3 separate regions of the Mus musculus genome follow, and all the other regions are linked to region 1. A link is a contact called in public Hi-C and capture Hi-C data. All regions are on one chromosome and are shown on one strand. The core of a region is the stretch at or near the end of the contact, and the rest is flanking DNA. Distances in the headings are between cores, read along the strand shown.

Region 1 (2,700 bases), core at 54-2,553:
AACCATCAACCAATAAGAAAAGGTAAAATACATTTAAGAGACAATGTTTTATTTTAAAATATGTTTTCTGCCCTCAAATTTCCTCCATTTGCATTAATACTAACACTCATGAGCAAAGGGGCCTTCCAGAGAAACGAAGTTGCCAAACACTTGTTTCCTTCCCACAAGAGTTAAGAATCAATGCCGCGAGAGGGCTATGCTTCGAGGGAAATAAAATCAATCCTAGTTTCGATGTGACTTGTTCAGAGTTCACCTGTTTCGCCTAACCCACACTAATGAACAGGTGGATAAAAATGAAGCCAAGTGCATCAAAGGAAACATGCAATCCTGAAGCACAATACACCTGCAAGTTTCATCACGCACAAGACACCAGCCCTCTGCCTTCAGGTCTGACAAGCCCATGGTGAAACTGCTCCACCCACTGAGCGTAACTTCCTCCTGCCCTGGAGCCAGATCAGACCCAAGTGACCCTCTAAGAGAGAAAAAGAAGCCAAGAGGGAGACTGAGGAGACAACGCTGCCCCAGAGCGGAGGCTTGAGGGGTGGGGGAAGGGCGGTGGCAAGCCAGGCACCTCGAGCCCTAGGAGATGAGACCACCGTAGCTGTTGGTCTACAGCAGTTTCATTCAGCCACTTCCCAGGATTTCAGTTGTCTGCGTCAGACAAGTGCTCACCATCCTCGGGGCAAGTCTCTCTAGATAGAGCAGAGGTGCTGTTGCCAAACCACCAAAGTACTCTGCCCCAACGGCAGAGAGCTGGGTCTCATCTTCCCCTCCCTTGCCAACACACCCAGCTGGGGGGGGGTGGGGGGGGAGGGAGGAGTGTAGGAGACTCAACTTTCTAAGCCTCTGGGAACCCTTTTTACACCTCAGGAGGAAGCAAAAAGAGAATTTCTCTCCTCAACACTGGAATTTAAAGATGTCCAAATAAAAGGCACACATGTCTGGCTGGTTTAAGTCACTAAAAGGAATCTCAACCCACTGGCAAAACTGGCAAGGAATGGAACAGCAACTGCCCTACAGTGTCTGAGCACAACCTATGCCCCATGCACCTCCTAAGTAAGAAGAAACAGAAATCTTGGGAACTACACAGAGACTCAGGTGATCAAAAAGAACAAAAAGGCAAAGAATGTAAAACGAGACAGAAAGCAGTCACTGCGGAATGCTCCAGGCACGTTGGCCAGGACCTCAGTTAAGGCCCACAAGTTATCACCACCTCCCACAGGAGCCTGCTTCACCTAAGCAGGAAGCCTGTCTACCCTGCCAGCCACAATCTCTATTGCCATGGGCAGGAAGAAGTGTAGAGCAGAAAAACTCCTGGGCCAGGCTGGCAGGTAGCTCAAAACTGCAGACTGAGCTAGGTCCAGTGGGACACACCCATAACCCTTGCTAACAGAAGCTAGCCTGAGCTATAAAGCAAGATCCCTCTCACAGTCCCTAACCCAAGAAAGAATGCAAACAGCCGAACAAAAGCCATCTAAAATCAATCCCCTGAGATTAATTGTGCCTGTCCTCCCATGTGTCCCATATACACGCTAGACAGGTCTAACACCCTTCCCTCAAGCACCACCATGCAGTAACAGACTCTAGCTACGGTTTGTCAGACCTTCCTGTATTCTCTTGATGTGAAAACTTTCAACAAGACTCAGGCCAAGCCGGGGGTGTTGGCTCACACCTGAGATCCAGCACTCAGGAGGAAGAAGCAGGAATATTAACACAAGTTCAAGGCCATCCTGGGCTACAAGTCCCAGGTAAACCAAGGCTGCACAGTAAGTAGGTAGAAAGCCAGGTATTGTGACACAAACCTTTAATTCAAGCCCTCTGGAGGTACAGGTGGATAGAGCTCTGAGTTCAAGCCCAGCCTGGTCTACAAGAGTTCTAGGACAGTCACAGCTACATAGAGAAACCCTGTCTCAAACAAACAAACAAACAAATGGAGTGGGAACTGGGTGGGTGTGGGATGGATGGGTGGAGAGAAGACAGCAGGTCGGGCAGGGAGGCAGAGATAGATCAGTTGGTCAAGTTTAGACTGAGTTCAATCCCTGGAACCGAATGAGGGACACAGAAAACGTTCAATAAGTTGTTTCGAACTCTTTATTGTTGTTGCTGCTGCTGGGCTCAAAAGATGGCTCAACAATTAAGAGCATTTTGGTCTCCACACAGGCAATAAGCAAATATAAAAAGAAAAAAAAAATTTTAAAGATTCATGCCAAAAATATTAAGAACCTACTTACACCCAAATCTTTCAAATAAACTATTTCTATCTACCTATTCATCAGAATTACCTAAAACACAAATGTACAACACCTACCACGATTTATAAATCAACTGTGACCTCTGCCCCACTCTTTCCTCTTCCTTCCTCACACTACCTTTCAGGGTAAGCCACAACTTGCACTAACCTCTACTGCTACAATCAAAATGGAAATCACAATAAAACCTCTGTAGTTGCCTCTCCCCACAGCTAGAACAAAGGCCTCCCAAGGTATGGGCTGTACAGCTGAATCTGCAAACCCCAAAGATATCTACCATAGGCAGAACCTCACATCTCATCAATAACTTAGTTTGTGTATGTGCTCATGTGCGTACCACAACTGATAAGTGGGGGCAACCATAATTTTTCTTTATTTCTAATTTTTATTTTATTTATCTATTTTACTTTTTTATTTCTATTTATGGATATATGTATGTGCATCTGGGTGT
Region 2 (2,776 bases), core at 221-2,720, 150 kb before region 1:
AGCCAACTGTCCTTCGTCCTCCAAGCCCACTGGTTAAAGATGTGGACAGGGTAAAAGAGGGTGAGCTCATTAACTCTTCAGTCTGTCCTGTGTATGAGACACTTATATCAGCCACCTCACTATGAAGTGAGCTGTGCCTGTGCTAGGAGACTGTCCCCTCTACAGCCCATGGACACTGGGGGAAGTGACCCCCGGGAACCTTATTGCCCAAACCACAGATTTATAGTCGTGTACTTACAGCTGCAAAGCGGCAGGTTCTTAGCCTGGTTGGAGCCATCTGAGTGGGAGTTCCCTCCCGAGTGTCTTACATCTACCACCAGGCTTCAGTGTGCAGCATGTCAGTGAGTCTGGGGTCCCTGGACCTTGGACCTGTACCATTTACAAGATTCAGCTTCATGTACACCAGAACTTGCCCTCCTTGTACCTGAATGTCATCACAGCTTTGGAGGAGCGTCTTGCAGGGCTGCTGTCAGGAGGCAGACACTGGTGGGACCAGCTCGTAGGAAAGATGCTCAGAGGACATGGCAGTTCTGAGCCTGTGAGCATCTCAAACACAGTTGAAACCCACAGACAGACGCACATGTAGTGCAGACTTAATCAGTCCCTTTTGCCACTAGCAAACATAGAGAAGATTGTAGCAGCCCTGCAGACTAGCAAGGCTCTAAGAGTCCTGTACTTAGCTGTGGAATCTGTCTTAGTAAATTTTAAGTGGTTGAAACTTACAGACTATGTCATGAACATCTTAGCTGCCCAGTTTCCTATGACAAACTGTGGTAAGCTAATAGCTTTTGACCATAAGTATTTGCTTCTCAAAGCTCTGTATGTTGAGCACAAGTGGTGTCTTCCTACTGTGCTCTCACATTCCAGGAGAGGCACCATACTCTCTGGGTGTCATCTCCCAAAGGCCTCACATCTTCAGTATCTCTGGGGTAGGATTTCAACATAGGGAATGGTAGTACTAAAAAGTTTTACCTTCAGCAACCAAAGTGTTAAGTTAGAAACTATTTCAGTATCTTGAAAAATCTAATATGTGGAAATTAAGTAACCAAAGGAAAAATCACAAAGGAAATTAGAAAAAAAAAAAAACTACAGCCTTCAGCATGAGTCGGTGAAACTGCAGGCAGAGCAGGAGACGTGAGGGATAGAAGGGGAAAAGCTGGAATGCTGGCGCGATTGGTGTCAAAATAGAACAGGGAAGTAACAATGCTAGCCACCCCACAGACATCTGACCAAAAAGTAAAAATTTTCATTTAGTACTTTAAGAACATTCACAAAAGATAGCCAGGCCAGGGGATTTTCTGGGGTATCCTATAGCATGATTAAGGAAGAAGTTCTATCAGTCTTACCAAGATCTTATCAAGATCATTTTAGGAAGCAGAGGAGGAAGCTGCTGGGTTTTGGGAGGTAAACCAGGCTCAGTGCTTTGGAACATGAGTTGTACAAGAGACAGAGTGGAAGATGATGCTCGTCACTATTCATTCCAGCTGCAGTCACATGATGGTAGGAGCAGCAGTGCACATGAAACAGATACACAGCAAGACTACAACTGTTTAAAAAATCAGCTAGAATGGTTTACATCATCTTGTATTAAGTCTAAGGAAGGAGCCCCTTCCCACGGTCCTCTGCTAGAGGTGGAGTGTGTGACATAGCCCCGTGGCAGCTGTCTGGGCATCACACTGCAGCTGTTTCTGGATGCCAATTCTGCTGGCTGGTGAAGCGCTGGACATTGATCTTACATCATGGTTTTGTAGGTTGTGCGAGCGTGAGATGCCTGGAGATCACATCATGTGGCCATGTGTGTAAGGGAGGTCCTTCCCATGCTGGTGTGTGAAGCTCAAGCCACCTGGGTGGTGACTTGTAGCCCACCCAGGTGGCACCCATCATGTCTCTTAGTAGAGCAGCCCGTGTGTACAGAGCTCACTCCTTTGTGTTTGCACAGTAAGCTTTGCCACCCACAGCACAAAAATAAGTGATCTAATGTAAGTTTCTGAGTTGGATTAAAGTCTTTACGCTGTGGGCTGCGGCACCTCCCAGGATAAAAGCTGTAATTACAACCTGAGGCTTGCTTGAGAGTTGAATTTGTCTAAACCTCAGGTGGCAGTGTCTTGATTCTGTCATTTTTAAAGTTCAAAATGACCTGAATCTGTGTCATTTCTCTTTATATATATGTGGAGTACTTCATATGCCAAAGGACACAAGAATAGTATCCCCAGGAAGCCAAACATTCCTTAAACTTGTGAGCAGCTGAACCCAGTATGTTGTCACGGCATCCCTGTAACCTTTACAGATGCGTCACCTTACAGATATGTGTGTTTAGCCTTTTACAGTACACGTGCTGCAAACTGTTTGCTTCCTGGTATCACGTTTTTCCCGTGGCAGTATGATTCAGGGCTTAAAGAGAACCAGATAAGGCCCTTTCTCCAGATGAGTGTAGAAGCCCCAAACAGGCAAGTCTTGCTTTTTTGCCTTTGACTCTGCCTTGCTGCCTCCTGTCTGGTACCATCACACTAAGGTTTGCTGCAAGATGAATCTCAGAAGGGGGTACTAGACATGACACCACTAGTGTCCTAATCCTTGGCGTCCAGCCTGAGACTGCCTATTCTGTGTTGTGGTACCTGACAGGATCAGTGGGTTGTCCCCTGTGTTCCCCTAGCAAGGTTCTTAAAGCCTCTTTTTCTGACCACAGATGCTGCTGGTCATTGGCTACACCTTCTGGGAGTAGGGGCTTCCCCCACCCCCACCCCAGTACTCCATGAGCTGATACAGTGCTGCAGCT
Region 3 (2,700 bases), core at 167-2,666, 220 kb before region 1:
CACTCCAGCAGGAGTCTTGATGAGGGTTGATTTTGGTCTCTGTGGTTTTCTCAGAAAGTCAGGCACTGTAAGTGTACAAGATAATCATTGATGCCCTGCTTACGCAGATCCGGGCACTGCCCAACATCCACCTTTCTCAGAAAACCCTCTTGACCAAAATCACCCACCGCACGCATTGCCCCATGAGCCCCCTTCACTGGAGTCTGTGCTTCAGACGAGATCGTGTACCTCCCCAGGCCTGCGCAAGCGCCCTGCCCCTGGGATGAGCTACATCAGACCCCCACCGCCGTCCCAGCCCACGTTTTCAGGAGACCCGCATCAGCGCAGCGCGCTATGCAAACCGCTGAATTGGCAACTTGCAGCTGTAAAAAACTGGCTCTGCAAAGAGAGGGGGCCGGCCGCTGTGCCTGGCGCGTTCTCAGTGTCCAAAGTAGCTACGACTCCTCAGGCACCCCGCCCGCGCACACTTGTGACTTGTGCTTCTTTCCATACGTCACACTTCAGTTAAAACAACAGCAAAAAGTCCTCCGCTGTCACTGCTGATGGGGACGAGAGAGAAGTGTCACAGGAACCCTGTGCCCTGCTGCCAAGGGCGGCTTGACCTTCACCAAGCGGGCTCAGGGCTCTACCCTACTGCATTTGGCCGCAGACAGGTGTCGACCCCATCTCTTTGCCCCAAAGATACGGTCTGCAGCCGATACGGGTCTCGTTTGGACCCCACGCTCTCCACGCCACAGCTGTCCCTCTAGATGAGCACAATCCCAACCCTTTCCCAAGAATCAGAAATCCCAACCGTTGGGAGGACCAAACATGCAGCCTATGGAGCCCAGGAAACCCACTAGGGCAGTATTACGCGCGCGGAGAGTGGGCGTCTTCCGAGCTGGGACCCAGATGCCACCAACTCTTTTGTTCTGAAACCAGAGCTAGGGCGGGGGTCACCGGACTTGGCCAGCATAGCTGTCCCTACCCCGCAAGCTCTGCCACTCGCTGCCGAGGGCTCCGGTCCAGGTCCAGGGAGTCCACGCTGGAATCACCCGCAAGACTCACCTCCCCTTCCAGCTGCACAGGTCGCTGGAGTACTGAGCGCTCGCGCCGCCCAGCAGCAGTAGTAGCAGCAACAGCAGCGGTGGCGGCGGGGGCGGACCCGGCCCAGGGCCCGGGGACCGAGGCCACTGCTGCCCCGCGCGCCTCCGGGCCGCCCACACCGCACCCCGCATGCTCCGGCCGGGTCTGCGTCCGGTGCGTGCCTGCACCCACAGAATAGGCTCTTGAGGCAGAGCGATGGGAGGCGTGGGTCCGCGTGCGAACTGATCACGTCGCGCGTCTATAGCCCATCCCGGCTCGCCCCTAGCCGCCCACCACAGGAGCCGCCCAAGCTGCAACTAGAGAAGCGCGCCGGCTGCCCCTAGAACCTCTGAGCTGGCAAGTTCCCGGACCGTGGTCTGGCTCAGCTGGGGGGCGGAACCGTGAAGCCACCCCGCCCTCGGCCGAGCTCCGCCCCCGCCTGGCCTTCGGCCCGGGCCAGCAGTTCCGCCCCGTGCGCCAGCTCACAGATCTGTGTCCTGCCAGCTCTAGCCTGGAACGCCCTGGTGTCACGCCGCAGATACTCAGTGGGCAGCATCTCGCCGCACAGGACAAGGGAAAGTGCAGCTCGGAGTGGGACAAACGACTTTGCAAAGAACGGGAACAAGGTCAGGGAGGAGGGCTGGGGCTGGGACGAAGAAGCTGTAGGGATGGGGATGGAAGAGTTTGGGCCTGGGGGAACTGCACTATTATGCACGAAGTGAAGAAATCTGAGCTCCTTCCAGCAGCTAGACACCATCTTTTAGACAGCCTGAGTGGCCTCCAGTGCACAAGGACTATTGTGATGCTCACAACTCAAGAGCGGTGGCTTCTTGGGGTTCCTGGCACCCTCTCTTTCTGTTCCCCAGCTCAAAATTTGCCTTGGGAGGGAGGAGAGAGAGAGAGAGAGAGAGAATATCAGAGAGAGACTGAGACTCTGCCATTAGTAAGCACTGGCAGCTTCTACGAGGTTATTCGAGACTCTGGAACATCCATCCCATAGAAAGGCCTCAGGTGTGCAATCAGTCCCCAGGCCACACTTTCAAGTGTCCTGTGGTCTCTTGTTTAATATTCACTTTGTCATCTTGAAGCTGAGGTTTTAGGCTGGATGCTTCTTTACAGTGAAACCTACCTTGGGCAGTGTGGAGCTTTATCGTCATTTCATCTTGGGACCCATTCTATACTTCAATAGTATCTCCCATCCCGAGTTTGACAGATCCAATTGTCTCCAAATATCCTTCCAACAGAAACAAAAAAATAACCATCTGAGAGCCCAGTCTGGCCATGAAGGGGCGTCGCATGGAGATCATGGTGATCCTAACATCTAGTGGGGGAGCTACACAGGAGCAGGGCAGAAATAGGGAGGTGGAGGGACACATTCTCTGGCCTGGAGCTTGATTTAAAAAACAAACAAACAAACAAACAAAACAGGGAGAAGGTGATGAGGCAATCTTTCTTCACTTCAAAGCCCCAAACAGTATCAAATGATGGACGAAACTGGCCTGGATAGGTCAGGAGGAAACAAGGGATTCCAGAGTACCCTCTATGCATGAGGAAAGGCCTAGAAATGCAGTTTATTTATTAGGTGGCAACCATACTGAGAGTAAGAGGGACAAATTTATGTCTTCAAGAGGAAGA

What was found. Hi-C and Micro-C count contacts between places; a contact is called where the count stands out from the background. Capture Hi-C pulls out chosen DNA fragments and counts their contacts.
Region 2: a capture Hi-C map of embryonic stem cells shows a contact between it and region 1, with 3 times the contacts expected there. The contact joins two enhancer-like sites. A contact is called at or near these places in 3 of 15 datasets of contacts at CTCF or cohesin (the NIH/3T3 cell line, embryonic stem cells and pro-B cells), 27 of 484 Hi-C or Micro-C datasets (the C2C12 cell line, CD4 T cells, ECoMG myeloid progenitors and 20 more), 2 of 115 datasets of contacts at active chromatin or transcription factors (embryonic stem cells and stem cell-derived neural progenitor cells) and 1 of 9 other capture datasets (embryonic stem cells).
Region 3: a contact with region 1 is called in a Hi-C map of epidermal suprabasal cells, with 2.8 times the contacts expected there. The contact joins the promoter of Metrnl here to the enhancer-like site in region 1. A contact is called at or near these places in 17 of 39 promoter capture datasets (the 3T3-L1 cell line, 3T3-L1-derived adipocytes, the C10 cell line and 11 more), 1 of 15 datasets of contacts at CTCF or cohesin (pro-B cells), 6 of 484 Hi-C or Micro-C datasets (the C2C12 cell line, adipose-derived mesenchymal stem cells, cortical neurons and 3 more), 11 of 115 datasets of contacts at active chromatin or transcription factors (bone marrow-derived macrophages, cardiomyocytes, craniofacial prominence and 6 more) and 2 of 9 other capture datasets (adipose tissue and liver).

What each region holds. Positions count from the first base shown.
Region 1 is chr11:121,477,669-121,480,368 of GRCm38.p6, reverse strand. The region is part of intron 7 of Tbcd (tubulin-specific chaperone d); the gene reads right to left. Among named protein-coding and RNA genes, the nearest start is that of Tbcd, 27 kb to the right of the region's middle. Within about 2 kb of position 1,303, at least 31 of the 459 cell types and tissues checked have an H3K27ac peak or open chromatin away from gene starts, as enhancers often do. A contact at or near this core is called in epidermal suprabasal cells, hematopoietic stem and progenitor cells and neutrophils, where this site is marked.
Region 2 is chr11:121,626,630-121,629,405 of GRCm38.p6, reverse strand. All of the region lies in intron 8 of B3gntl1 (UDP-GlcNAc:betaGal beta-1,3-N-acetylglucosaminyltransferase-like 1), which reads left to right. Among named protein-coding and RNA genes, the nearest start is that of B3gntl1, 45 kb to the left of the region's middle. Within about 2 kb of position 1,470, at least 5 of the 459 cell types and tissues checked have an H3K27ac peak or open chromatin away from gene starts, as enhancers often do.
Region 3 is chr11:121,701,143-121,703,842 of GRCm38.p6, reverse strand. Metrnl (meteorin, glial cell differentiation regulator-like) reads right to left here and starts at 1,416. Exons shown (of 4, transcript NM_144797.3): 1 at 1,048-1,416. The coding sequence starts at 1,217.